Regions from separate parts of the Mus musculus genome. Here all the other regions are linked to region 2. Evidence: chromatin contacts called from public ChIA-PET, HiChIP or PLAC-seq and promoter capture Hi-C data. All regions are on one chromosome and are shown on one strand. Each heading gives the region's core, a stretch centred on a gene start, on an enhancer-like site or on the middle of the called end of the contact. The rest is flanking DNA. Distances are from core to core; before and after follow the strand shown.

Region 1 (2,878 bases), core at 101-2,600, 430 kb after region 2:
CTATCTTGTAGCCAAGCAAATGTGAGTGTTTTGGGGGAGGGGTAAGATTTATTTATCTTTATTTCATGAGTATTTTGTCTGCAGTTATGTAAGTGCATCGGGAGCATGCCTGCTGCCTGCTGAGGTCAGAAGAAGGCATCAGTTTTACAAGTAGTTCTGAGTTGCCATGTGGCTGCTGGAAACTAAACCCCAGGTTTTCTCCAAGAGCAGTAAATGTTCCTTATAATTGATGACTTGTCTTTCCAGCCATTGGGCTGGGTTTTTGGTGCATGGGCTTCAGGTAGCTCACTCATGGATCAGCAGCAACACAAGGGCACAACTAACAGGGCAGATTGTGTTAGCTGGTGGGCAGGATGAACATGTAGTGTGCCGCGTTTTTCCTTTCAAATCCCTTCCTGACATCACAGAAACAATTAACCTCTTGTAATGAGGTTTTCACACATGTCTTCAGGTACAGTGCAGATTTTCAACCCATTCCTGATGTTCCCAAGTCCCACCTTCTACATTTAAATGAAGATGGTCCTGTATGGAGATGGGTCTATGTCAGTATCATTCTGAGCATACCCAATCTCTCCTATATGGAGTTGGAATGATGATGAATCAGGGACAGGAGGTAGACTTGTAAGGCATACATGTGAGTTGGGGTACTAGAGGAGGCCTTCCCTGTATGGGAAGAGCTGCTGGCCCTAATGTGCTTGTAATATGCATGTGAACTTTGAGATGTTGTCATGCGGAAGGAATTACACTTCTGCAACTCACTTCCACCACACAACACCCAGGGGAACGCTAACCCAGGCGTTGGACCAAACCCATACATCTGTAAATTTGATATTCAACTTCACTGGGTGCTATGCAACCCAGTCTGTTACTTCCTGCTCCAGCAACCCTACCTCCTCCAGGTTCCCAGGAGGAAGTCCCAGACAAGGGATGGGATTGCAGCAAGCAGTTCAGCTTCCCTGTTTAGTACAAAGAGTTATGAAGGTGGGTAAGAAGGCTGAGCTGGGGGCAGGCATTGTTAAAAGGGGAACCGCTGGCTTCCTGTGAGTGTGGGTTCTTCTCACCCCAGCCTGCAACAGGGAGGAAGCCATTGACTTCATCTGAGAGGCTGTACATAAACATCTCTGAACCTGGGGCTCCAAGGTCCTTTGCATTGTGGATCAGAAAGGCTCTCTCTAGTGACACAGAAGACCCCATGTTGCTACTGCTAAGGCCACCAAGCTTCTGGTCTCCCATGCCCCTCGGCTCCTGCCACAGCTGTGGATCCGTGCCTCTCCTTTTGAGCTTACAGGGTTCACAGCACATGCTTTGCAGCTGCACCACCCAGCTAGAGGCTAGAGGAGTGCAGCAAGCTGAGAGCATTTCCGCCCACATCAGAAGGCAGAGAGAAGTTTGCGGAGAGCTACAATGAGCCCTCCACCAACTGCTTTACATCTTCTAGGCCAAGATTTCTCAGTCTTTGCCATGCATCATTGGATGGGAGACCACATGGACAGAGCTCTGTGGTGGGAGCTGGCCTTAAAAAAAATGCATGGGTTTTAGGCGTAAGAATTCTTTCCTTATCTTTGCTTTCCAGCAGCTCTGTTCAACACATCTCGGCTCCGGCTCTGATTCCTGCTCTCTCTTAGGATTTTGGGGCACTACACACATTCTGGGCTCAGGGAGAAAAGGCAGAGAAAGGAGAGCTAGTAAGAGCTTGAGGAAAGGAAAGGAAGGGAACAGAGAAGGAGGGGGGGAGAGGGAAAAAGAGAGAAGGAGGGAGAAGGGAGGGAGGGAGGGAGGGAGGGAGGGAGGGAGGGAGGGAGGGAGGGAGAATAGGAACGTGAATGAATACATCAACCAAGATTTTCTTAAAACATCACAATATAAAAGCAAAGCAGGGAAAGAAAATGGGAAACAATTATAAGACAAAAATGTGAGAATCTGGGATTAAGGGAAAATCAGAAGTTCTTTCCTTCATCCACAGCTACCCATTCTCACTGAAGTTCAGGGAACAGCCTGAGAGGTTTTCCACCATCCCCTCCCACTAACGTGCCAGTGGGCATGAGTCAGCCAGGATCTTTATTTTTGCTTCTGCCTCCTAGGTGACTTTTTCCTTAACCTGCCCCACCTCCTACACTTGGACCATAATTGCTGCCCCCATTCCCTTTCCTGTTCTCTGTCTACTCACTCACCCACTCCAGCAAGCATCCCTGATCACTTCCTCCTTCAAGCTAGAACACTCCAGTCACCATGATAGTCCAGTCACAGCACCCTTTAACTGTTTGCTTACAAGTCTGTTTTCTCTTCTAGAGCATGAGATGCTGTCAAGTGTGGGATTTCTCTTGCCTTAGTTTTTGTGCCCTGAGATACTATGACCAATGGCAAAAACAGCCCACAGCCCTCAAAGAGCAAATACAGGAATCCTCCAGAGGGAGAAAGTTTTCCTCCACATATTGTTGCTATCACAAAATCTGTGCTGCTCTAAGTCAAGAAAACAGACAACTCACTTCTTAAAAACAAATTATTTCAGAACATCACTGTATAAACTACATGTGTGTGTGTGTATACATATATGTGTGTATATATATATATATATATATATATATATATAGTACCATAATTTTTCATACTTCTTGTCTTGAATTTAGCATGTTTCATTTTTACACTAAGAATTTATGTGGTAGCCAGAGAAACCCCAAAATTCAATTCTCAGCTTTGTAATTTTTAGTTCAGAAAAAAAGGGGGTGGTTGGAAAAAGCCTCTTTCTTAGAAATACTAACCACGCCTTTCATTTATGGTGACTGGCATATGTTTCAACTGTAGAACCAATGCCTCTGGCCAAGAGAGAGACCTTCTGAATGGTTTGGATCTCAGCGACACATTGCATCTCTGTAATGAC
Region 2 (3,109 bases), core at 559-3,058:
AATTGGCAGTGTGCTTAAATCGGGGTACCTATCAATCTACATTTTCTAAACTGGTAATAGCAAAGCGAATAAGAACAAGCTCTGATCCATCGTCTGGTACCTCGGGTCTTTTAGTTTTTCCTAAAGTTATGCCTATGCATGGAGTACCACTGTGGCTGATTTGGTGTGATGTGACCTATGATATAGGCCAAATGCCAACTTATTGGCTTCATCCTAGCTTCCTCTCATATAGCACATTCAATGCAGCAGAAAACCTTGTTGGCTCTATCATGGAAATGTATCTGGGGTCTGTCTGGTTTTGCTAGCATTCTGGTCTAAGCCTGATCAGAATGTGTTACAGATACCATTATGTTTCCTTTTAAACTTCCAGTTTCTTCACCCTCCACTTTATTCTTCACAGCTCTGTTGTCTCTCAACTTACACCTGCAATGAATTTCCATTTCATTCAGAATAAAAATTAAGAGTTCGAAGTTCCACATCTGATAGTTCACCCTTTCTTACTCCACCAGCCTCTCTCCCTTGCTCACTAAGTTGGATCCTACCTGCATAGGCTTACTGGCTGTTTCTCCAACATGGCGAACCCATGCCTGACAGGGTAACCTTGCATTTCCTGGGTAAAACAGTCTACTTCCTGACAGTCACATGGCTCCTTTTCTCACATCTTCAGGTCTCTGCTCAAATTCCAAGTGACTTTCCCTGATAAACATGTTTAAAGGAGCACTCACACCCCGAGCTTTGTTTCTCTATGAAATAGATATAAAAGACATTAGGTAATTTGGACTTCCTCACTGAAGCTAAGTTTTATGAGAGCAGGGCTCTTGCACGTAGCTGATTGTAGAACTCCACCTGGCAAATCTGTACCGATTAAGCACTTGCCCCAACGTCACCTCTTGAAATTTAATTTTCTTACTAAAATTAACGTTTGCATTCTTTTCTAATTATATTTCACATACTTGCATTCGTGTGTGTGTCACATTGCAGTACGGATGTCAGAAAACAATTTGTGGGTCCTGGGAATCAAACTCCTGAGTCATCTTGCTGGCCCAAACTTTCTAAATCTTGCTTCTATTGTTTTAATCCATTTGAGCTATAATACCGCTTTTTCTTGTTGTTGTTTTTTGGCTCTATTCCCTTGGCAGGGGAACGAAACCAGAAAAAGGCCTACTGATATCAAATGGTTAAGATCTGTGCTCAAGCACGCTGTTGTATGTCATCGTCTGTTTCTAAGGAGAGGCGTTAAGGCTGACTTCCAAGAAAGACCACGATAAGTTAAGCGACTGGCCACTGAATGATTAGCATCTAGGTATGACAGACTCTACACTGCCTCCTAGCTGTTCGCTCCATTCGTTCAAATCTGGTTAGTGGAACAGTAGGAATCAAAGCTTTGCTTTTGAAAAGCTCCATGTACTAGGGAGAGACCCATATTGCAAATATGTGACGTGTAAACGAATTTATCTAATGTAATATTTTTGTAATGCCACTTTGTGAGTGTGCCTGTATCCCAAAGATTCTGCATACCTACCAACTAGTTCAACTTTCGGAAGGGTCCTGAAAAGCTTTCTTAAAACTGGGACGCTAAAGTCTAGATTTGCTTAGCCAGACTCCGGGAAAACTCTCGTTTGCCTGCACTGACACCATGTAGAGGCAGCTTAAACTACTTGGTAAGTGGGATCAAAAAACTCCGATCTGGAGGCAGGGGTCGACCGCCGTAAGCGAGGCACACCCCAGTTCTCGGGAAAGTGGTAGCGTGGGCTCCGGAGCAGGGTGCGGGCGCGGGGAGGGGCCTGCGGCGGCCCGCCCTCTCCTCGGGGATGCCGGGATGTTTACCCTCCTGACAGCCGCGGCCGCCGGAGGAGGAGCGGAGCCGGGAGGATGGGCCGCCGCTAACCTCGCAGTGGGAAGCGCGGGCCGAGCAGGGTGGGAGCCGGCGCCTGCAGTGGCGCGGGGAGAGGCGATCGGCCCCGGATCCCGCAGCCCTGCAGCCCGCGTAGACCGAGCTGCCCCGGCGCCCCGGTGAGTATGTACGGCCCGGCCGGGTGGGGCCGGTGCGGGGAGCGGGCGGGCCGCGTGGGGCCTCGGGCTCTCGTGCCTCCGAGGACCGCCCGGGACGCCTGCAACTGGCGGAGCGTGGTGCAGGCCGCTGGCTGCAGGAGCTCAGAGTCCGGGCGCTTCGACCCCAGGAAGCTCCACGACGGTGGTGGTGGCGGCAACAGGTCTCCGGGCTCCGACAGGAGGAACTCCAGCGAAGACCCGCCTCCGGGCTGAGCTCATTGGTCACCTTGGCTATTTACAGCTCGAGGATTGGCTCAACCGATTCGGCTGCAGCCCAGTTTAGAAAAGTGAAGTTCACGGACCGGGGAGTCAGTCGAGCGTGAGTGGTGGGGTAGTCAGGTCGAGGTCCGATTGAAACCGATCCAGGGCTGGGATGCAGCAAAGTATGAGCTGAGTCCCAGTGGGGCGAAGGTGAAGTTAGGCCGTGGAAGATGCTGCTAAGCAATGTCGATAGCCTCCGCCTGGTGCTAGAGGCCTTGGAAGACCCACAAGAGATACATTTATTGACTCACATACTATACTCGAATAGCCTAAGTCTTTGCCCGCGCTAAACACTAAGAATATATTTACTTTAAAGTAAGATATGTTTTGTGCCCTTTACAATTCTGGTGATGGAACTGAATATAGCAAAAACAATCTAGAGATGTAAAGGACTTTTTTTTCTTTTTGAGATTACTAACTTTAAAGGTTGTAATTGGATTCAATGCCCGCAGTTTATAGAGCATTATTAGGACCACTCTTTAGTTTCTCCTCCAAGGAATCTGCAGTTCCCGGGAGGAACTGACGTTCATGACGGTGTGCTTTGATAGAGTTGCTTTACAGAATAATGTTCCGAATAAGCTTATTATAAATCTGTTCTCTTCTAGACGATGGGATGTTGATGTGATCCAAGAAAGGTTTAGTACTCATACTCAAAAATTTATAGTTTGGGACAACCGGACAAACTCTGAAAATGATGAATAAAAGATAAAGCCTGCAGTGCTTTGTAGCATTTCTCACTAGTATTCATGGCTGCAGTATTTCGTGATGGCCAGTGCACTTTATTGAACTAACATGC
Region 3 (3,142 bases), core at 181-2,680, 370 kb after region 2:
AATCAATTAGTTTTTGAGTCAGGCATCAAGCTGGTCGTAGGTTATTCTAAGAAATGTTAATATTCCAAGATAGTCCAGATCTGACATCTTAGCAGACAGAACCAGATTTTTCCCTCAGTAATGTTTTCTTTGGGACTTGTTTGAACACAAGTTGAGTAACCTCAAATAAGCAAAAGATGTGAAAATGGAAAACACAGTAGAAGGAAGAAAGCTTCTCCTGGCTTGGCAACTACTGTACCATGAACTGTATCCACTCTGAGTAATCAACTCTTCAAAACAATTTATTTTTAGTGGAGGGCAATGTTTAGCTTTTCCAAAGATTATGTTTTTAAAGTGTTATTTTTTTAAAAATATAGTTTACTAAAAGATGGCTTAGTGGCTAAAGTACTGAGTTCAGATTCCCCAGCACCCATGTAACAGCCTGCTATGGCTATGTGCACACCTATAACACCAATGCTATGGCAGTCAGAGATAGGAAGATCTCTCTCTCTCTCTCTCTCTCTCTCTCTCTCTCTCTCTCTCTCTCACACACACACACACACACACACACACACACACACACACACATCTGATTACTGGAGGGATTTGACTTCATTTTCTTTGATCCAAAGTGATTTCTATTGCTCCAGCTGAAACCTGCTTATCTAGAACCTTCCCTGTGGTCCTCTCTTAGTTTTCTATACAGTTCACACTTTTAAAGCTTTTGTGAATTGCATTTTCCAGATGAAAGGTTGTTAAGAGCCATGTCATTCAGAGTAGGTAGTTTAGCATACCATAACCAAAGTGGGATTAGAGACCCCATCCCCTACAGTTAAGGCACACTCAACCCAAGTTGTACTTAAAATTAGGATCTGGATCTCAAATAAATCATTTCCCCTTGTCACTAAAGAAACATGCAACTAAAGAAAAAAAAGTGCCCTGAGATGCTGTAGGATAAGTATTCCTTAACGAAATAAAACCATGACCTAGGAACCATAGAAAAATGAGGATCAAAAGTAAGTCATAAAAGATTGAATGATCTACACAATATAATCCCTTGAATTCAGTAACTATTTCAAAATTTCCTAATTTTATGTATTACACTATGTAGATATAAAGTGGAATTGTGGGAAGGTGTAAACTGAGAGCTAGTGAATTCAGAAAGTGGTCTTTAGAAGGGAAACTTCCAGTTGCCCAGTGTTGCATAGTTGTTTCATCCAGATTGGAATGAACATTCCATTCAGTAGGGAAAACTCCTTAAGGCAAGAAGGTAAAGAACTCAAAACAGCTTCAGGAAGTTCCCAAAACTGACCAAATTCACTAGGTCCCTTCCTCCCAAGGCAAAACAGTCCAAACTGCTGTGAGTCACTCTCAGATAAGCCAAGCTGCAAAGAGGACTCTCAGATCACAGCCACACCTAAACCAGCAGAAACCAGCAGAAAGTCCCTGAAGACCTTTAGACAAATCAGTCAAATGGAAAGGACACGCTAACCTAGTGAGCTGTCTGTAGGCTATGCAGAGTGTTCCAGGTGACCAGCTTTTCTGTACTGTTGCCCGTGCTAGAGTGTGCTTTATTGGGGTAGCTGTCTGTGAGTCATTTTTACTCATGTCAATAACTCCAAAAAGAAATCTCATTAACTTGGACTTTGGTGGTATCTATACTTTGGTCTGTTTAGAGTACCTATCTGGGATGAATAGATGTATGTGAATGTGTGTGTGTGTGTGTGTGTGTGTGTGTGTGTGTGTGTGTGTGATCATGTGATCTCAGGAAAATTTTGTAACACAACATCTGAATAGTGACATTGATCAGTTTCTTGAAGACACATACTAAAATTTTGTTAAGGGAAACACCTGTTATCATTTTGTCAAATCATAGGACCAGGAAAAAAATGTCACTTTCCTCTTTCCTAAATGTTTTATTGTAATAAAAGTAGGGATGGAAGATAGAAGCAGAAAGACACAGAAATTACTCAACAAGGAATGCTTTTGGTTTCCATTACTTTCCCCAATATCTCAACACTTGCTAGTGTCCACGACCCAAGGTAGAAACAGGCGCAGGCAAAGCTACCCAGAGCCAAGCAGAAGCTCAGAGACACATGGGTGTGGCTGCTGATGTTAGTCCTATTGAATGCTTCCTGTCATAAAAAAGGAAGTGTAGAAGTGTGTGTACATCCTTCTGCTTTAGACCTCTCTCTCTCTCTCTCTCTCTCTCTCTCTCTCTCTCTCTCTCTCTCTCTCTCTCTCTCTCTCTCTGCTTGTATGTATGCATGTGTGTGTGAGCCTCCAGGGTGTGTGTGTGTGTGTGTGTGTGTGTGTGTGTGTGTGTGATGGTGTGTGCACGTATTTGTCAGTTTGGATATGTGTTTCTATGCAGGAAGGTAGGCAGAAGGGAGGGCTGCTTGTGGTAAGTCAGCCCTCCTTAAGGGCAGTTGTTGATGCTTCCAGGGTGCCGGATATCACTCTCCATTCTCAAGGTCTGGGAATGATTGTCTTTAATTACCTGTTTGGTTTTACTCCCATATTTCTGGACTACTACATCTGTTTTGAATTTTCTGTCAATTACTAAAGCAATATATATTCCACGAAGAAAATTTAGGAAATACAGAAGACAGGAAAATAAAATAAAATGGGCTCATAACTCTGTCATCCTGCAGTAACCACATTAGCATTTTGCTCTGTTCTTCCAAGCGTTCGGTTTTACAAAACCGGGATGATGTTGTAGATGATGCTTTATGCTCTCCTCTGTTCCTGTCTATCCATTTCCCTGCATCCAACCCTCCTCATCCTTTAGCATCTACTCAGCTGTTGTCTCTAGGGGTCGTCTGGTAGAGTCCATGATCCTTCCATAAAATCGCTTGTTTGCTTCAACATTCTAATCTTTCTCTGTGAACCCTCTAAATGTTTAGCTACTGTTCGATTGTGTGGCCAATACTCCTAGAGGAAAACAATATATTACTGTGCTAACCCCTCAGAATGTTGTTCCTCTATCCCAATATCCCTAGCTCTGTATTCCCAGTGTTCCATTGGCCCTGGAATTGTTCTTGGGGTGTCTTGTGCTGATCCTTGAGTTCTATTTCCTCACAGGTCTTCACTAGACTCAATACAAGTATCTCATTGGCCTCAGTGCATTGTTTAGGACCAACAGAAATATTTATATGAAAAA
Region 4 (3,122 bases), core at 465-2,964, 340 kb before region 2:
GAGCTGTTCACACACTCCAAGGTAACAAAACCTAACAAAAATTATTTTCTTAATATCAACTATTTTTAAGGAATTTGGACATTGGCCTCCTCATTAAATCCCCCCCCCCACACACACACACACACACACACACAGAACAGAAAGTTTGTTTCAGTTCCTTCACAAGTACTAGTTTGGGTTTGTTTTTTTTTTTTTTTTTTCTTCCTAATTTCTTATACTACATGCTTAGCCCATTTATTTGGTACATTTCAAAAGGCAGACTGAAATATAGTGAGATACTCAAAGCAAACAAAAATTTGGTATTGTAGAGTTTCTTTCCATCAGAAGGTATAAGATTAAGTCTGGGGATGTAGCTCACCAGTGCACAGTATCTGCCCTAGAGTGCTTGAAGCCTTGGGTTTGACCATAATGGGAGGGAGAGGCAGGGGACTGTTAAAGGAAAAGACATCACAATGCACAAAAGTGATGGTGTATATTTCAATTACCCTGTTAAGACTAGTGCCTTTGTACATTGGCTTGTTTAATACATAATTTCTTTAAGATATTAATGCTATCTCTCACTTCTAAACAAACATTGATTTTAAATATATATATATATATATATATATATATATATATATATATATATATATATATATAACATGACATTCTTTAGAACTGGAGGGAAAGACAACCCATACAAATTAATTTATAAATATCCACTTCTCCACTTCCTCATCCCACCCGCTATTAACTTGTTTCATGAGCATAAACCGGGCTCCAGCTATCTTTTTTTTTAATTCCCTCATAGTACAATAAATTGTCCAAAGAGTAAGTTGTGTGTTTTTTTTTAATCACCCTGTCCTCTATGGTGTCAAATATTAAAGGAAATATTCTAAAATGTGTAACATTTCTATCTTCATAAGATATTTAGAATTTGTCTTAGGTAAATAAATCCTGACTCGGTAATACTTCTCTGCAATCTACAGGGCCTTTCACTGTGGCTCTAACACACAGTGAGGTAGAACGGAAGAGGAGGGGGCGGTCAAAGAAGACGAGATTTCTTCCCAAAGTAAAGTTTCCAGAGAAAAAGCTGCAAATACCCATCTCTAAGACACCTCCAAGCAGAGCCGCCACCGTTATTCAAATTGCTTTTTACCTACTCCCTACAAGTAAAATGGCCAATGGTGAAGAGCCACCTTAGTGCATATACCACTCTGCAAGCAGCACACACACTCAGCGGCTGCACAAACAAACACCGCTTTCATTTTAAACGAAGGGAAAGCATCAGAAAGCAACCCTGGCCACCCTGAAAAATCACCCTAAAGGGAACCACGGCGATCCTAACGCCGGGGGAGCGGTTCCCTAACCACCGCTCGCAGAGCCGCCCGCCCGTCCGCCCGCCCGCCCGCCCGCCGCGGCGCACGGCCGACCCGGCCCGGGGAAGACCGGTCGCCGGCCGGGCAGGCTTTGCGGCCTAGCGCCGACCTCCGCGCAGCGGGCCGTACCGGGCAGGCCGCACCCGGGGCCGCGGAGGCCTGGCCCCGCCGCCGCTCACCTGGTCCTGCGGTCCATGGTCACATGTCGCTGCGGGGCTGCCGTCGCCCCGCGCCCGCACGCCCGCACGCCGTCCGGGACGCGCTGCTCCGAGCGGCGGCTGGCCCACGGCGCCCTCCGCGGCCTCGCGGGGACAGCACCGCGGCGACGCCGCCCCCGCCCCTGCCCCTGCCCCCGCCTCTCGGTTCCCGCGACCCGGCCGGCGGCGGCTTCGCCACCTTCCGCGAACCAGGAAGTCGGCGGGAGGGGGAGGGGGCGCACGGGGACGCGCCCGGCGGCTGCACCTGGCCGCGCGGGCTCCGGGCAGGACCTGCCCTCCTGCTGTCCTGGGCACCGGCTCCTGCGATCCCCGGCCTGGGAAAGCACTTCTGCCCCGGGGTTCCCACATCACGACTCCCATTCATTGCAAATTGGGAGCTCGAGTGGATGCTCTGACTTCCGCCTCACTCCTGCCCGTGGCCCCGGTAGTGCTCTCTCGGAAACCCAGAGCCGCCCCCTCCTGATTCAGGAATGTTCAGACTTCATGCACCTGCTAACCAGCTCTGCCAAACTGCTCAAGGACAGGCTCCAGTTGCCGGCACATATGGGAAACACATTCCTGCCGCAGACACCGGACGCACAGCCAGGGACTTAACTTTTGAACACACAGTAGCAGGCCCCCTAGAGTGTCGTTCTAGGGGAGCTGAGAGGGCACCACGAAGGATGGAGGAGGTGGAACCTGATGTGTTTCTGTAAGCAGTGACAAACACTGGCTTGGTGTTTTCAACACCTGAGCTATAGGTAGGTACCTTAATCCAGAGCAAGAGACTGGATCTGAGATAAGGAAGCAGTAGGCAGTGGCAAAGTTGGAATCTAACCAAGCTCAGCTGCTGCTGATTCTTACTGTGGCTTCTTACTGCCTCGTCTGCTGCTGTCTCAGATGCAGGATCTACTAAGAAGACATTTAGAAAGATTTATGGTAGACGTTGAAAACATTGTCCAGGGCTGGAGAGTCACACAGACTCCTTAGGGACTGGAGAAGGCTTTCTCCCAGCTAGCATTCCCCCTTGACAAGGCTAGAGTGACTGTCATGCAGTAAGGGTTACTTCAGACTGTATCCATCCACACAGAAAGTACGAGAATGAGGAAACCAACATGGTATGAATGTGGTATGAGTCACGACACATAAAAGTCAGACACGGAGCCTTGGAAAATAAAGACTAGATTTGATCTTATACTTTCCTGCTAAAAAAAAAAAAAAAAAAAAAAAAAAACGGTGTTGCTCCATCAAGATAGAAAGATATAGTCCACAGCCACAAACCTCTTACTTTAAAAAAAAAAAAAAAAAAATGAGCTCCCAATGTGGTTGAAAAACAAAACAAAATGTCAGAGCATACTGTTTTTGTCACAGCTTGTCTTGGCGTGGGATATTAACTTCAGTTTCTCGCTTCCTACATTTGTAAAATGGGAATTATGATTCGCCTGTCACATGAGGACTGTGCTGTTCAAGTTTAAAATTGCAATGCTTCTTGTGAGATATTTGGAGAAATCAGTGAATTTCAGTTTCACAATTAGGCCAACTATACCATGTTTATATGGTTTTCCCA
Region 5 (3,006 bases), core at 88-2,587, 350 kb after region 2:
ATGAACACTGTCTGCCTGCTTCCTGTCTGACATCCCAGAAGTCACATAAGCAACATTTTAGAGACACTGCAACCCCCTTCCTATCCGATTTTGAATCTATCTGCAGACAAAGCAGGAAAATGCTATAAAGATGAATGACACTTCAAATTGTTACATATTAGTAAATGATAGAGAGAATCCTGGAAAAACATAGATCTTGGCTTAGGGAACCAGAATTCAAGATGTCAGTCTTGTATAAAAACTATATGAAATGTCTATACTGCATTGTTTAGGAGCTGGCTGCAGATGGAGACCTGGTCCAACTCCTATTGGTTCCAAGTCTTCTCTGTGTGACCGTGAGCATCCTAAAAATGCTGCTTAGCATCATGTCTTCCTTCCACAAAGACCATTGTGAAAAGTAAACAAAATAAATACTGAGCATGGTAGCTGATGTTGTATTTTTGTCTTTTAAAATATTGCCTTGGGCAAATCATAAAACCTATTTTTTGCATTCATGAATTAGAAATAGTTTTGATGCCTTACTCACACCGTGCATGTCAATAAGAGTAGGAAGAAAGTTAAAGACACTCACATGCAAACATAGATATATATGTCTAAATCAGAAGGCAGCAAATGAGACCAAAACAGAGACATTTAAGATGTTGGGATGTAAAAGGCTACCCAGAGAGGGAAAGCAAGCTGTTAAACGTTATCTCAATTTAATGAAACTGTAAATAGCTGCTCAAAAAGCATCAAGCAAATTGGTTTAACTTGTCTTCCTCCTTCCCTTTCTTTGCCGTCACTCCTATTAGAATCTTCTCCTCTGTTGTTGGTGCTCACGTGGCTGGGTGTTCAGAAACCAATTCACCACAAGGAAGGGAAAGAGTTACTGCTTAGTGATGGACTTGATCAGAAAGTTGCCTGTCTCTACACCATTTCACAGTATGGTGCCAACTGAGGTGTAAGTGTGTAAAAGAAGATGCAGAGGTAGGCTTAAGCCTATATCCATAACCTCAGAGCTATTCATTTTGCACACGGCCTCTCAAAAGCATCCACCCCAATTAACAAAAACCCCTTCCTGGTGTGGAGTGTGGAACATGCAGCTGCAGAGTTCCTCCTAATGGCTTAAGGTTTCACTAGGAAAGTAGTAACATCACAGTTCAAATCCAGGTCTGCTTGACAAGGACTCCCATGGTCCTCTCCCTCGTCCCTCTGCATTTTCTGACCAGCCCCTTGGGTGACACTTACTTTTCTTTGCCTCATCTAGCTTGTCCTTGGCCCTTTTCTCTGCCTGCAGGAGCTGTTGGATCCCCTGAGACTGGCTGGTCATGGTGTCTTGCTCCAAGGAAGGTGACTTCGGTGGAAGCTGGGAGATACGGGTCCTTTTCAACTTGTTTTGTCAACAGTGAACACATAGGTGTTTGTTCCAAACTTGCCTGATTGGATCAAAGAGTTGGATGCCAAGGTGAGCTCAAGGAGGAATCCAGGAAAACAAGTTAGTGACTCCAAGACACTGGCAATTCACTGTCACTGACTTGAGCTCTGTATTAACAAGGCAACTATACAGGGCTCCCAGGTTTCCTTAAAGAAATAGGTAGGACATCTCTAGGAACAATATTTGCCACCATATACCCCCACATCCCAATACTGACCTGTTGCTGAATTGCCTTTCAGGTTACAATGTTTCTCCCTGCACCTTGTATTTGCAATAATTTCTCAGGCCTTTATCTGTCTCTGTGATTGAATTATCTGCTTGAGGAAAATTGATTTTCCTTCTTCAAGGAAAGAGATTGTCTGTCTTTGTGGGTGAAGATCTATTTTCTTCTTGTCCTAGGCCTCAGGTAGAAAAGGAAGACCATTAGGGCACCTTATGCTGTTCTCTTGTAAGGCTTTGTTGGAGTTCATGATGATCTTACTACAGTGCTTCAGGCAACAATAGGAGGGATTATTGTCCTGCACTTGAGGTTAGTTTAGGCATATCTTTTCTGTTACTTTGTATCTATGTCCATCTATGCACAATGTACAGTGATGTCCACATATTTCACCTGATTCTGTACAGTAAGAGACAAATAAGAAAGCTACTCAAGTAAAGAATGCAACGTAACATTTCTATGCATCCAATGCTTGTATTGGAAAGGAGGGGTTGGTTCCTTTTTCACTTAGATGGTATGACCCACCAGTGGGTTTTTCATGGACTTCAGCTTGAAAAACTTCTGTCACTTAGTCTGTCAGGTGCAATTTCTTCCAATAGGTGCCTGGATTTAAACACAAATTTAAAAAGGAGGGCCAAGCCTTTTAAGGTTTCAAAGATTATTTTTTCCTAATCTTTTCAAGTGTCTCATCTATACCAGTGGAACAGGAAACAGCCATATCAGGCTCCTTTCAGTATGCACTTCTTGGCATCCACAAAAGTGCCTGGGTTTGGTAACTGTATATGGAATGAATTCCCAGGTGGGACAGTCTCTGGGTGGCCTTTCCTTTAGTCTCCGCTCTACACTTTATCTCCATATTTGCTCCTGTGAGTAATTTGTTCTCCTTCTAAGAAGAACCAAAGTTTCCACACTTTAATCTTCCTTCTTCTTCAGCTTCATGTTGTCTGTTAATTGTATCCTGGTTATTTCAAACTTTTGGGTTAGTATCCAGTTATCAGTGAGTACATACCATGTGTTTTCTTTTGGGACTGGGTTACCTCACTCAGGATGATATTTTCTAGTTCTATCCATTTGCCTAAGAATTTCATGAATTCATCATTTTTAATAGCTGAGTAGTATTCCATTGTGTAAATGTACCTGACTTTGTCTCCTCTTCCCTCCTTCCTCTCTGTTTTCTCTCTCTCTCCTTCTTCCCTTCCTTCCTTCCTTCCTTCTTTCCTTCCTTCCTTCCTTCCTTCCTTCCTTCCTTCCTTCCTTCCTTCCTCCCTCCCTCCCTCCCTCCCTCCCTCCCTCCCTCCCTCCCTCCCTTCCTCCCTCCCTCCCTCCCTTTCTTCCTTCCATCCCTCCTTCCTTCCTTCCTTTCTTCCCAACAAGA
Region 6 (3,189 bases), core at 386-2,885, 410 kb after region 2:
TCCATTAAAGAGTAATTATCACTTTGAAACTTGAAATTTGGGTGAATTCCAAAATGCAACTAGTAACTTCCCTTGAATCATGTAACGTTGAGTGGGAAGCAGTGGTCAGTCTCAGGTAGTGTGTTACAGTCTAATGAGAATTTCCTAACTCTTTGTCTTTGACCACTCACAGCAAATTATGAAGAAGTCAGCAGCTTTCTTTTTTGGTCATCCCTTATGTCTCTAGCTTTTCTAGTGGAGTTATTCTTACCAGTGATGGGTGCATAAACCCAGGCTTCTGCTTCATGAACTTCTAGAAAAGTCCTTCCTCCCTTACAAGGGAGATGAGCTACCTATCCACACCTATTCCTCTTTGTGTTCTCCCCTTCCCCCTCCCCCTCTCCCTCTCTCTATATATTAGTAGCTGTGTTTCTAACCCTGGCCCAGTAACCCAACTGGAACTCTGAGAATCACTGGAGGGTTTAAGGATGTACACTTGTTCCATTAAAGCCTGAATAGTTTTCACATTGCAGTCACAGATCCAATGCAGCAGAAGATCAAGAGGTGCAGGATCCCGAGCACAAGCACTAAGAACCTGGCGTGGCAGCATTCTCCAGGTTGTAGTTTTCTCTGCCACTCAGTTTGGAAGGCAGATCAGTGGCTGACCTTTGAGGAACTGCAGCAGGTCAAGAGAGAAAGAGAGCCTGCCAATGGATAATGGATAATTGATGCAAGCAAGAAACTAACTTTTGCTCCCTAAATCTCTGAGATGATGATATGTTTACCCCGTACTTCACAAGCTACCTAATCTTGACTCAACTCTTGTTACAAGGGTGGCCTAACCCTCTTCTCCTCATTTAAGGAAGTTACACAACCCACACTAGCCCTGCTAGATCTCTACTTAAAGTCTAAGTATAAATAACAAAATACGTTTTGAAAGCCCAAATACAGAGGTCATGATATAACCTCATTTCTTGTCTGCTGGAGGTAGGCAAAGGGCAAAGGGGCAAATGCAGAGGTAGGTTGGAGAAGATCTCTGAGATCTGCTGGAGATGAGGGCAGAGAGAGGAAGGGAGGAGGTCTGTTACAGAGTTGGGGTGAGACTGCGGTGGTTGGATCTGGGGGAGAGGAAGGTGAAGATTTACAATTAACCTACACATATCCCTGTTCTTTCTTCCTTCCTTCCTTCCTTCCTTCCTTCCTTCCTTCCTTCCTTCCTTCCTTCCTTCCTCTCTCTCTCTCTCTGTCTCTCTCTCTCTCTCTCTCTCTCTCTTTCTCTCTCTCTCTCTCTCTCTGTCCCCCCCCCTCTTTCTTGCTTGCTTCCTTCCTTTTGAGCCTATGCAAGATAGTATTTGAACTAAGGGATCTAGACTAAGGGAGCCATTCTCACTTGACCTATTCTTTTCAGTCTTGTCCAAGAGATGCTATCCCTAAAAACACTAGCTCAAAAACACTGCATTTCTATACTACTGACTTGCAAAATATGGATGAAAGTTAGTTAATTTCCAACTGCATGTTACTTTTCAGTAAGGGCACTGGAAAGGATTTTGGAAGCTTGAAGACAAGGACAGCTCTAAGGATATGCTAGCTTCTCTATCGTCCGTGGTAGGAGCTCTGGAAGACTACACTGACAAGGCCCCAGAATCTGGGGACAGAGCCCAGGACATCAAGTACTAATCATCACTTCATCATGATCCCAGAGCCAAGTCTCTCACTGACTCTTGAATTTGCCTCATTGAGAAATTATTTTCCGGAAAAAGTCAAAGTCCACACCAATGATACTTAATCATTAACTAAGCTGTACAGAGTAGGCTCAGCCCACTTAAAAAAAATGTAGAGCCTTAAGTGAGGCATTTGCAAAACAGAAATTAAACCAATATATTGAATTGTGTATGTAGGTTCATCAACTTTTTAATACCTATTACTTTTCAAATTATCTTTTTAGTGTTACTAAGCAGTAATAATCTAAGGCAAAACTCAGAAATAGGAAATGTGTTTTATAGTGAATAACTCATTGTGGGGGTTTGAATGGGTATGTCCCCCATAGATCCATGTGCCCATAGTAGGGGCACTATTAAGAGGTTGGAGTACATGTGTCAAAGTAGGGATGGGTTTTCATGTCTCCTGTGTTCAAGCTATGTTCTATGACAGTCTCCTTCTACTGCCTGAGGTTCAAGATGCAGAACTCTCAGCTTCTTCTCTAGCTCCATGTCTGCTGACTGCCACCTGGTTTCCCGCCATGATAATAATAGAAGTTTTGTCTTCCTACTTTGAGTCACAGATGGAGGGAAGTATGTGTGGTAAAATAGATAATGGTCTCTAATAAAATGTGTGTGTGTGTGTTTTTTTTTTATTCTAAGTAATTTACAGTACCCTTTAGGGTATTTACATGGTTAAAAATTATTAATAAAAAATAAACTCAGAGGCAAGTATCTTGGCCTTTAATTAAAGTAGTCTACAGGCAGAGGCAGGTGGAGCTCTCTGAGTTCGAGGCCAGCCTGGTCTACAGAATGAGTTCAGGACTACACAGAAAAACCATGTTTGAAAAAACATAATAATAATAATAATAACAGTAGTAGTAATACAAACAAACACCGACTCGAACTTAAGATATACTTCCAAGTTCTTCCTTTAGAACATGTCATTCTTCCATAAAGATGAGACCATCCACCACAATGGTCTTCATGGCCACATATGGCATGGCAGACCTTCTCAGAATGTCTTCCATCCCTCCTACGGCATTCCACTGGCTTCCAGATTGAGATTTAACACTCTACATAAAGAAAACCAGTAAAAGCAAGTTTGTAATTCCCCCAATATTTAGATCTTAATTGTTAATAAAATGAAAATGACTGAAGGCTCATCCATGAGATAATTCAATGCTGAATCTCACTTTAAATCTTTTTTTTTTTTTAATCTTAGTAACATTTGTTATAGTTGATTCATCCTTATTTCATCTACGTATTTGGATTTTAGAATGTTACACATTTCTGACTTTTCTGATGTCATTGGCTACTCATTCATAGGTTCTTGCTGATTTGATTTCAAATCTCCAGTCTCTAAAGTTTAATGGGCATCAGAGCTGATTTTAGGACTTGCTAGTTTCATGCTTCCTACAGCTCTCTACACAGTGCCCTGTGTGTTCTGGTGACTCAAAATATCTCTATTCTTTTGTCTGAAATCCACAATTTAATTTGCATTGTTCTAGGC
Region 7 (3,138 bases), core at 118-2,617, 440 kb after region 2:
AAGAATTAGACTTTCGCATGGTGAGCTCCCTAACTAGTTATGTGATACCAGGTAGTCAACCCTATGTACACACAGACAAACACAGACACATACACACACACCTACACATCTACACATCTACACACACACACACACACACACATACACCACTAAACAAACTCAGTAGGTTATACCTTCAGGTGTGTGTGTGTGTGTGTGTGTGTGTGTGAGTGTGTGTATACATGTGTAGGGGTGTGTGTGTATGAGTGTATGTGTGTGTAGGGATGCGTTTATTTGTAGGTGTGTGTGTAGCAATAAAAGTTAAAGAATAAATGGTATGAATTAGGGATGAATCTGTGTATTTGGACATAGGAGGGTTCTGGGGAAAAGAGAGAGTGGGGGGAAATAATGCAAATTCAATATACATGTGAAATTGATCAGGGATGTGTGTGGTGGGGTGGGGAAATACTATGATCAAAAGAAACAAGTTAACTTTGTAAAAGACAAGGCTTGGTTTTCATTGCTCTTCTTTCATTGGTAAATAGCACAGAGCAACCCCAAATGTAGGGGCACTCCTGTCTTGAAGCAGAATTCACTGATGCACAGAGGAGAGTCTCACTCCACCACTCAAGGAGATACCTGCATAAAACTCAATGAAACCACCACCAGCAGCCCTGAAAAACAAATTGGGAGGCTCTTTAAAGCCAGTGAAGGTAGTTTTGCATAGGAAAGCCACATCACCGAGGAAATAGGCATACCATTTGAGTCTGAGCTCCTTATGGTAAATAACAGGAGTTGGCAGACATAAGCAGAAAGACAGTTGGTTTGGGTCACTTGGTCGTCTTCAACGAACTTCAGAGCCTCGTACCAGCTTAGTCACTGTGTTATCTTGCCAACCCCTATGTTGTTATACTCATGTGGAAGCTTGTCATATCTTGGGTAAGAAAATTATTGATGACTTGGGAGGGATGTATTGTTTTTGAATAAAGCTTCCTTAAAAAGATATTAAAAAGGAGCAATATTTATATAGTTTAAAACTGTTTTCCTTTAGAGGAAAATTGAGACGAACCGCTAACAGCATAATTACTTGAATTAAGGAAGTAAGAAGCCATTGCACTGACTTTGAACGACCTTTTTTTTTTTTTTTTTAACTTCCTGCAAAGAGGACCCTTTACAGTATTTTTGGAGAAGTTAGTAAAACCGAATCTGACATCACCATTTAGCAGTGCATGTAGCTAGCAAGTGGTTTGTTCTTAGGGTAAGAGAGTAGGAAACTTGCTCCCCATCTGATAAGACAGAGTGCAAAGTATGCGTTCTTTTCTTTTAGTTTTGACTTAGCTTTACAGAGACAAACTTCAAGAGAGATAACCATTATTTTGCCTTTCAGGGAGACCCTATTTCTTAGGGGCACAGCTGATCTCCAGATATGACCATGGGTTTGTGGCTCAAACTTCTGGCCTTTGGATTTGCCCTTCTGGACACAGAAGTCTTTGTCACAGGTAAGCACACCCATATTCATTTTTACTTCCTTGTATTTTGTTGATTTTGTGGCAAAGGCTAGGTTGAAATGGCTATTTTTAAAAGTTGCGTGTGATGGATATTGAAAGTAAGAAGATTCGTTACTCCATGTTCAAGTTTGCCGTTGTTCAGAGAAACAAGGCCTAGTGGAGGGCAGCATACACTGCTTCTGTTCAAAATACATAAATGTTTCGGGGAAAGATCACACTTTAATAGGAAAGTTGACTCTCTTTGTCTCTCTTTATTTGGAAACTGTTCAGGAATGTAGCTAAAGCAATTGATCCAACCTGCATCTGCTATGGTTAGAGGAATTGTTAATTAAGTCAGCTTTTAATGCTTTTGATCAAAATATGAAAGGTTTAAAATCACGAGACAGCTTTGCTTGTGTGTAAGCCAGTCTCTTCAGACAAAGGGTTGTTTCCTCAAATGTTAATGATTATTAAAATAGGGTTTTGAATGCTCAGCTACAGAAAGGCTGAAGAGCACATTAGGTGCTTTAAAAACTCTCCGTGTTGTCTTACCATCGAATGTGTTTTGAATTAATCATTTTAGTTCTGAGATAATGCTTCCTATGAATTCTGCTGTGGAAATTCTGGTAGAGCCACCGCCCTTCCTGGGTGATGGGTACAGAGTACAGCCTTGAAAAGGTAGACGTGTGTTACAGTTCATAAAATTCCTACAAATGCTGTGTCCTTCAGGACAGGGTGACCAGGCAGGCACTGCTTACTGAAGGTTCAGTCCTTCTTACATATCTGGTCTGGTCAATAATTATTTCTGGAGTAGTTTCTCTTTGAGACATGAGTTGATTATCAAGTTACAGCTAGATGGCATTTCTCCTTGTAGTGTTTAATCTAAGATACTTTTAAATGGGGAAAATAGTTAATTGTATCAGAATTCAATTTTATTTTTTTCCTGATGTTCACTCCTCTCGTTTCCAAAGAAATCCCTGGTACTAAGCCGGCTAACGTCTGCTCTGTGTTGTCTGAGGGCCTGGAAAAGAAATGCAGCCTCAGATACTTGTTTGTTGATGTTATCACAATAAGTTTGTTTTGCTTTTTAATTGGAAAGATGGATTTTTTTTTCAAAAGAAAATCCAGTTAGGTAAGTTGCGAATTTGCTTGGATGAGGTTTATCTGGCATAAGATGATTTTAAACAATGCAGGGCACCACAGAATCTTGTCACAATGCACCAACTACTTCCCAGGTCGTGAGCTCTCTATGATTTTTGTTATAATGTAAAGAGAATTATAGAGAAGAATTGAAGATTGTACATTTTATCATATATTGGCATATTTCCACTGTAAGTCCCCACTCGGGGCAATTTTCCGATTTTCTTTAAATGGGTGAGAAAGAACATTAAGGTACCTTCAGATTGTAGAGCAAGTCACCCCCAAATTATAAATTAGGATATTGATATTTTTTGCACAAGAAACATCTTTGAATTCACCATAAAAATGTACATAAAGGGTCCTAGAAACCTTTAAATCAACTTTCCTAAATACTTTATTCTAAAATATAGATTATTAACCAATATATAGATAAAGGATAGTTGATAAATTGCTAACAGATAGAACGGTTTTTATAAAGACCAAGCTTAATATAATACTGAGGATAAATATTTTTCTATAGGACTCTGACAGT

What was found. Promoter capture Hi-C pulls out the DNA fragments that hold promoters and counts their contacts. ChIA-PET counts read pairs in DNA pulled down with a chosen protein or histone mark. HiChIP or PLAC-seq counts read pairs in DNA pulled down with a chosen protein or histone mark. Capture Hi-C pulls out chosen DNA fragments and counts their contacts.
Region 1: a promoter capture Hi-C map of pre-B cells shows a contact between it and region 2, with 5 times the contacts expected there. The contact joins the enhancer-like site here to the promoter of Nek7 in region 2. A contact is called at or near these places in 5 of 39 promoter capture datasets (the C10 cell line, the HPC-7 cell line, hematopoietic stem and progenitor cells and 2 more), 7 of 484 Hi-C or Micro-C datasets (B cells, the C10 cell line, CD8 T cells and 4 more), 8 of 115 datasets of contacts at active chromatin or transcription factors (the 230-238 cell line, the SCID.adh cell line, bone marrow-derived macrophages and 4 more) and 1 of 9 other capture datasets (liver).
Region 3: a contact with region 2 is called in an RNA polymerase II ChIA-PET map of memory CD8 T cells, with 39 read pairs. The contact joins the enhancer-like site here to the promoter of Nek7 in region 2. A contact is called at or near these places in 9 of 39 promoter capture datasets (the C10 cell line, the HPC-7 cell line, hematopoietic stem and progenitor cells and 5 more), 2 of 484 Hi-C or Micro-C datasets (CD4 T cells and pre-B cells), 5 of 115 datasets of contacts at active chromatin or transcription factors (bone marrow-derived macrophages, memory CD8 T cells, pancreatic cancer cells and 1 more) and 1 of 9 other capture datasets (adipose tissue).
Region 4: a promoter capture Hi-C map of liver shows a contact between it and region 2, with 2.0 times the contacts expected there. The contact joins the promoter of Dennd1b here to the promoter of Nek7 in region 2. A contact is called at or near these places in 6 of 39 promoter capture datasets (the 3T3-L1 cell line, the C10 cell line, cranial neural crest and 2 more), 7 of 484 Hi-C or Micro-C datasets (the G1E-ER4 cell line, Th1 cells, embryonic stem cells and 1 more), 6 of 115 datasets of contacts at active chromatin or transcription factors (astrocytes, effector CD8 T cells, embryonic stem cells and 3 more) and 2 of 9 other capture datasets (adipose tissue and liver).
Region 5: an H3K4me3 HiChIP or PLAC-seq map of bone marrow-derived macrophages shows a contact between it and region 2, with 5 times the contacts expected there. The contact joins the promoter of Atp6v1g3 here to the promoter of Nek7 in region 2. A contact is called at or near these places in 10 of 39 promoter capture datasets (the 3T3-L1 cell line, 3T3-L1-derived adipocytes, the C10 cell line and 5 more), 4 of 484 Hi-C or Micro-C datasets (B cells, CD4 T cells, epidermal suprabasal cells and 1 more), 6 of 115 datasets of contacts at active chromatin or transcription factors (the 230-238 cell line, the SCID.adh cell line, T-cell acute lymphoblastic leukemia and 3 more) and 2 of 9 other capture datasets (adipose tissue and liver).
Region 6: a promoter capture Hi-C map of liver shows a contact between it and region 2, with 2.5 times the contacts expected there. The contact joins the enhancer-like site here to the promoter of Nek7 in region 2. A contact is called at or near these places in 5 of 39 promoter capture datasets (the HPC-7 cell line, hippocampal neurons, liver and 1 more), 2 of 484 Hi-C or Micro-C datasets (both in liver), 4 of 115 datasets of contacts at active chromatin or transcription factors (the SCID.adh cell line, bone marrow-derived macrophages, effector CD8 T cells and 1 more) and 1 of 9 other capture datasets (liver).
Region 7: an RNA polymerase II ChIA-PET map of memory CD8 T cells shows a contact between it and region 2, with 762 read pairs. The contact joins the promoter of Ptprc here to the promoter of Nek7 in region 2. A contact is called at or near these places in 9 of 39 promoter capture datasets (the C10 cell line, the HPC-7 cell line, HPC-7-derived erythroid cells and 6 more), 7 of 484 Hi-C or Micro-C datasets (B cells, CD4 T cells, CD8 T cells and 4 more), 14 of 115 datasets of contacts at active chromatin or transcription factors (the 230-238 cell line, the SCID.adh cell line, Th17 cells and 9 more) and 3 of 9 other capture datasets (adipose tissue, liver and macrophages).

Annotation. Positions count from the first base shown.
Region 1 is chr1:138,190,268-138,193,145 of GRCm38.p6, reverse strand. No RefSeq gene overlaps it. Among named protein-coding and RNA genes, the nearest start is that of Ptprc, 17 kb to the right of the region's middle. Within about 2 kb of position 1,350, at least 151 of the 459 cell types and tissues checked have an H3K27ac peak or open chromatin away from gene starts, as enhancers often do. A contact at or near this core is called in the 230-238 cell line, B cells, CD8 T cells and 9 more, where this site is marked.
Region 2 is chr1:138,618,456-138,621,564 of GRCm38.p6, reverse strand. Nek7 (NIMA (never in mitosis gene a)-related expressed kinase 7) reads left to right here and starts at 1,808. Exons shown (of 10, transcript NM_021605.4): 1 at 1,808-2,013.
Region 3 is chr1:138,247,244-138,250,385 of GRCm38.p6, reverse strand. No RefSeq gene overlaps it. Among named protein-coding and RNA genes, the nearest start is that of Atp6v1g3, 25 kb to the left of the region's middle. Within about 2 kb of position 1,430, at least 60 of the 459 cell types and tissues checked have an H3K27ac peak or open chromatin away from gene starts, as enhancers often do. A contact at or near this core is called in bone marrow-derived macrophages, memory CD8 T cells and regulatory T cells, where this site is marked.
Region 4 is chr1:138,962,301-138,965,422 of GRCm38.p6, reverse strand. Dennd1b (DENN/MADD domain containing 1B) reads right to left here and starts at 1,714. Exons shown (of 22, transcript NM_001166501.1): 1 at 1,538-1,714. The coding sequence starts at 1,554.
Region 5 is chr1:138,272,069-138,275,074 of GRCm38.p6, reverse strand. It overlaps Atp6v1g3 (ATPase, H+ transporting, lysosomal V1 subunit G3), which reads right to left and starts at 1,337. Exons shown (of 3, transcript NM_177397.3): 1 at 1,228-1,337. The coding sequence starts at 1,309.
Region 6 is chr1:138,208,462-138,211,650 of GRCm38.p6, reverse strand. No RefSeq gene overlaps it. Among named protein-coding and RNA genes, the nearest start is that of Ptprc, 35 kb to the right of the region's middle. Within about 2 kb of position 1,635, at least 25 of the 459 cell types and tissues checked have an H3K27ac peak or open chromatin away from gene starts, as enhancers often do. A contact at or near this core is called in liver and neutrophils, where this site is marked.
Region 7 is chr1:138,173,355-138,176,492 of GRCm38.p6, reverse strand. Ptprc (protein tyrosine phosphatase, receptor type, C) reads left to right here and starts at 1,367. Exons shown (of 32, transcript NM_001111316.2): 1 at 1,367-1,478. The coding sequence starts at 1,406.